Regions from separate parts of the Callithrix jacchus genome. Here region 2 is linked to region 1. Evidence: chromatin contacts called from public Hi-C data. All regions are on one chromosome and are shown on one strand. The core of a region is the stretch at or near the end of the contact, and the rest is flanking DNA. Distances in the headings are between cores, read along the strand shown.

The links. Hi-C and Micro-C count contacts between places; a contact is called where the count stands out from the background.
Region 2: a contact with region 1 is called in a Hi-C map of skeletal muscle, with 2.3 times the contacts expected there. The contact joins the promoter of MXI1 here to the enhancer-like site in region 1. A contact is called at or near these places in 2 of 3 Hi-C or Micro-C datasets (both in skeletal muscle).

What each region holds. Positions count from the first base shown.
Region 1 is chr12:103,096,121-103,098,820 of calJac240_pri, forward strand. All of the region lies in intron 2 of LOC144578749 (a long non-coding RNA gene), which reads left to right. Among named protein-coding and RNA genes, the nearest start is that of MXI1, 55 kb to the right of the region's middle. Within about 2 kb of position 1,356, at least 6 of the 16 cell types and tissues checked have an H3K27ac peak or open chromatin away from gene starts, as enhancers often do. A contact at or near this core is called in skeletal muscle, where this site is marked.
Region 2 is chr12:103,150,972-103,153,671 of calJac240_pri, forward strand. MXI1 (MAX interactor 1, dimerization protein) reads left to right here and starts at 1,374. Exons shown (of 6, transcript XM_002756588.6): 1 at 1,374-1,851. The coding sequence starts at 1,578. LOC144578535 reads right to left here. Exons shown (of 5, transcript XM_078344116.1): 5 at 1,982-2,281. The coding sequence ends at 2,043.

The DNA.
Region 1 (2,700 bases), core at 106-2,605:
TTATACCAGCCCTTTGGGAGGCCAAAGGGGATGGATCACTTGAGGCCAGGATTTCTACCAGCCTGCTTGACATAGCGAGACCCTGTCTCTATTTTTAAAAAAAAAAAAAGAAGAAGAAGGCTCTGATGAAACACTTTGAGGTGGAGGAAGGCATTGAGACCTCTAGCATCCATTGGTTGCCAGAGATGGCAATCTGGTTAACAGCAGGGCCTTTCCGGGTGTGGTTGTGTGTTGGAAGCGTGTTCACACCCCACCCCACCCCACCCCATTTGGCCGTCCACCCTCTCTATGTGCTCAACTCCTCTCTAGGGAAAGAAGCAGCAGATACTGAGAGGGGATCAGCAGGCTGGGGCACCAAGTTGGTAGCTCACATAGAAGGACCAGGTCTCGGCCACCCTGGCTGGAACAGCGCGTGTGTGGGGCAGGCCACCCTCTGAGTAGGGGCTTTACAGGATGGATCAGAGCCACCACTGACTGTGATAGAGGGAGACTCTGGGGGGGACCAAGCCTATAAACTAGCTTCCATGCCAGCTACCCGCCTTCTCCTCAGACCTGCATCCTGGCTTTAGGGCCAGCAATTCAACTTGAATTTTCCCTGTCCTCTTAGATGGGGTTTATCCCTCATTCGCAAGGCCCCAGGACACTTGACATTGATGAGCAAAGCAGGGGGAGTCCACATCCTACCAGGAGGGTAGTCAGGAGTCAGTGCCGGTCCCTGTTGTGTGCAGATGTAAAAACTTTTGCCTGGTGGCCCACTGCCCTGGTGACAGCTGTGTCATCCCAAGACCCCAACAGTATGCTGCATAGGCCCTGGGAGAGATCATCGTAGGGGAGAAAGTACGAAAGTGATCAATTCCACCAGCACGTCTGGAGCACCTGCAAGTCTAAGGCAGGGCTCTGGAGGCTTTTTGCCTGGACTATCACCCTCCCACGACACCCCCACGGGATGGGCACCGTTACCACCTACTCTGCCTTAGGAGGGAGGAACCACCGGCACGGGAGGCTAAACATCTTGCTCAAACTGGTGGCGAGTAAGTGGGGTCAGGACTCAAAGGCAGGTGTCTGACTCCTGAGCCCTTTAAGCCACTGTCTCTCTCCTGAGAAAAGCCGCCTCTTCAGAGCTTGCGACCCCCAGTCCGTGGCTCTTCTGTGCCTCTGCTGTGCTCCGCCCCCTCGCTGGGGATGGACGAAGCCTGGGCCCTCCTACCGTGGGAAGCTGGTAGGGCAGCTCCTGTGATCCCTACAGCAAGGCAGGCTTTTCCAGAACAAATCAGGCGCCTGAAAATCAGACAGCCTGTGTCCCGCAAGAAGGCGGATCCCCACCTGGTAGGGAGGCACTGGGCTGTGATGGAGGCTGATTGGGAAGAACTGTGGAGCTGGAAGTTTTGCCAAGGACCAGCCTGAGTGTTTTCCCTGAGCTTGGTGTTCTCAGCTGTAGCGTAGGGATGAGCCCCTCTTCCTCTTGGAGCTGAGGCTGGGATGAAGGGAGTGTGAGTTGGCGCCTGGTGCTGGAGGGTCCCACAGCAGGCATCCAGTTGCTATCACTGGAGGGCACGAGAGGCCCCTCCTGGGACTCGCCCTCTGTCCCCAGTCCCCCTGCACCACCTCTCTCCCTGTCTCCTTCCTCTTCCACTTTGATTCTTTCTCTCCCTCTTCCTTTTATGTGGATGGAGGCCTCGGAGTGGCCAGAGAGATGTGGCTGAGCCTGGCCCTCCCTTGGGGAGGAGCCACTAGACACACCTGCCCGTGGCCTGGAACACTTCCAGCCGGAAAGGTGAACCGAGCCAGGCCCTGAGTCAGGAGCCTGTGTCTCATGGCAGCCACACCCCACGCCTCTGGCCCCTGCCTACCCCTCACTCCCAGGCTCCTGCTTGCTGCTGTCTCTCCTCACCACGACCTCTGCCCACTCCAGCTGTGGCCTGGGAGGGGCCTGCAGTGAGGGAAAAACTGTTGACAGCAGAGACCATGCCACGGTCACTTTTCACTTGAGGGGAAACTGCAGACCGCCTTCCTCCTCCTCCTGCCCTCTCCCCCAGCCCAGAGGGGAAGATGCATGGGGAGGGGGCCGAGGGATTACCACGCTTGGCTGGCTGGCTTTCCATGCACAGGGTATTGAGGCCGCCTAATTGACAGATAGTAAACACGGATAAAGACTTTGGGACAGAGAAGCAGGGGGTCGTGGGGACAAGGCAGGCTGAGGCATTGGGAGGGTGGGGGGCTGAGAGTCTTGGGAGAAGACCAGATGGCTTCCTGCCATGTCCCCATCTGGGCCTCTGCTAACTTTAAGCCAAGTGAGCAGGGCCTGGTGGACAAAGGCCAACGTGCACATGAAGGGGCCATGGGAGGTGTGGCCTGGGGGAGAGGAGAAGCCAGGGTTCCCCCTTCTGTGTGAGGCCTGGCAGCTTGAGAGTCTGGGCCTGGCGTCCCCTCCCCTGGGCACCACCAGGCGAGGAATCCAAGCTCCCAACTTGTTCTCCACACCACCTCTCAGCTCGCCTGTGAGGGAGGCCCTGGGACAGCTCCATTCAGTGTGAACATGAAGTTTTCCTGCAAGGAGCTGGGCTCTCTAACAGCCCCACTGGTAGTAGAGCTCAGGGAGAGGCTCAAAGCTGCTTGGGAGAGCCTGGTCATGGCCACCAGCCCTGTGAACACCATCCACCCACTTCCGGCATGGCCCCAAACCCAGAGGATGCAGGCTCC
Region 2 (2,700 bases), core at 124-2,623, 55 kb after region 1:
ATTTCTTCACAGAGAAATGTATTTTCCTTTCTTTTTTTTTTTTTTAAGGTTTCCATGTTCTGTAAGAGTTTTTATGACAATGTATATAAAGCTGCCTCTGAGTAGGATGGCTGCATCGCACACCTCCAGGGGGCAGCATTGCCTGTGTCCTCTATATAAATGGTTCCCCTGGAGGAAAACTCCAGGTGGCCTTGCAAAGTAACCATATTTAGATGGGCTTGTCATAGAGATATTTTCCAAGGAAGTGCAGAAGAGTCTTGTTCACTACATCTTGTTCCTTTCTTAGATACAAGTTGTATCAGAATAGGGGACTCAGGCCCTGGCCTGGGTTTGGGTTGGAAGAAAAAGATCTTACCATGGGCCAGAGTGTGCTAAGTCAGATACAATTTAATATACAAGCATCTTATCAGACATTTCAGTGATGTGAAAACTTAGGCCAAGAGAGGTTAAGGGACTTGTCCAAGCTTACACAGTCTGTATGCAGCAGAGGTGGGATTTGAACCTTTTTCTTTGGCACTCTAGAGCAGCCAATTATTAATTATCCCCTGAGGCCTCCAGTACTTCCCAGGGCTGGAGAGCAGCCATGACTGCTGACAGCAATGGCAGTGAAACAATGTCAGCTGGGGTAGGGGTCTTCAGAGGCAAAAGGTGGAATTCAGTGAGGGAGGCAGGAGGGTGGTTCCTAAGCTGCCACTTCTGCCTCTCGGTCAAATAAAAGGGAGCCAGGTGTGGAGGTATCCTGGTGTGAGCTTTGCACAGCTGAACCAAGGCTGGGGAGAGGAGTGTGGAGAGGCATGCTGACATCTCCTCCTACTTCTGGAAAATAACTTTGCATTTGAAGGGAGAAAGGAGTGAGTAAATCTGTAACTCGGATTTGGGCGGCCTGGGATTTCATTTGGCTGTGTGAAGGCACACACAGGTGCCTGCAAGTGTGTGCGTGATTACGTATGCACGTGTGTCTGTGTGTAGGAGTGTTTGTGTGGGGGGCGGGGGTCTTCTGGTTACATACATGGTTCCCTTCTTCCCATTTGGATTGAGGGCTCTTATTTAAGTCATAGCAGCCATGTATGGGGACCTAACTATGTGCCTGGCATTGTGCTGAACACTTTTTGAGCTTTTTTCTGTGAAAAAATTTGTTTTTATGGAGGTGCAAGCAGAGACATCACGTATTTTTTTTCCATTTCTGTTAAAACACAATGTTCTACTCTGTGGAAAGACTTGGGGAGAGGCAGAGAAGGCTGCGGGGCGGCCAGGGGCGGTTCCTGCCTCGCTAGTCTCCACCTTTTATTTTGACCGGTCCGTGGCGATAGGCTCGCACTAGGACCCAGGCGCCAGAGCGCCTCCGTCTGTCCTGTAGGTTCATTCAATCTCTCATACACACAGACCCACAGCGAGACCGACACACACTCCCATACACTCACACACACAACTGCAGGCAGCGAGGCTCGGGAAGTCAGGCCGGCTCCTCGCCCCGGCGCCTTCTCCGCTCCAGCCGGCCGGGTCTCCCTGGGGGCCCGGAGCTCGGCCGGGCCGCGCAGCCCCGTTAGAGGAGGAGCTCGGCGGACCCCCGTTCCTCCATGGGCAAACGCGGGCGGCCGCGCAAGGAGGCGCGCTGCGAGGGCGCGGGGCTGGCCCCCGCCGCGCCCCCGGCTGTGCCCCCCGCCGTGGCCGCGCCCCAGACCCCGGCTCTGCCCGAGGAGCCCGCCGGGGCCAAGCCCAGGTGCCCCTTCTCGGACATTTTCAACACCAGCGAGAACTCGATGGAGAAGCACATCAACACTTTTCTGCAGAACGTGCAGATTCTGCTCGAGGCCGCCAGCTACCTGGAGCAGATCGAGAAAGAAAACAAAAGTAAGTTTGGGGGCCCCTGCTCTTCCTCGGCGCCCGACTCTTTCTCGCCCACTTGGGCGATCCCTGTAGCGAGCTCGGCCAGCGCCTCCCCCCGCCCCCCCCCCCGCTCCGCCAGCCCCCAACATACACACATCCAGCCCTTGGCAGTAAAGCCGATGACACTGGAGAAAGGACACGCACGCACAAAGCTGCTAAAGATGTAACAAAGACCGGCAAGGAGGAGACAGGGGCCTGTCGGTGCGTCGGTCTGTCCGTCTCCGGCGGGCTGGGGCTGGGAGGATGGCCCCGCGGAGGAGCGGGGGAGTGTTGTTGTTTGCTGACAACTGAGCCGAGAGCTCATCTCTTTGAGGTCGCCTTTCTTCCTTTTTCTTTTCTTTTTCTTTCCGGAGCCTTCTCAGGCAGACAAGTGTTGTTTTTCTGTCGCTCGTTCCTGGATGGGGTGGGGATTAGAAGAAAGTTGGAAACCATAGGCAGAGCTCAGAGGTTCCAGAAAGAAAACACACAGACACACACTACAACAATAACAACCAAACAGCTCTCCACGGCGTGGGCTCGGCTGTGTGTCTCTCCTCCTTCGCCTTTTTCCTTTCCTCTCGCAGCAGGACTGGGCTCAGGCCATCATGTCCACGGACACAGTCCCCCTGCACCTCCGTTGTCCTGGGGTGCCACCGCCAACCCCCCCCCAAAAAGAGGCCGGCGGGGCCAGGCAACGCCAGCAGCTCGCCCTGGACACGCCGTCCTGAGCCCGAGAAACTTGGCCGTGGGGACGCGGCTAGAAGGAAACTTTGGGATCTTGCAGAAACAATAGTTAGGGAAGAAGGTGTGGGCTGTTGTGTGCTTTTTCTTTAT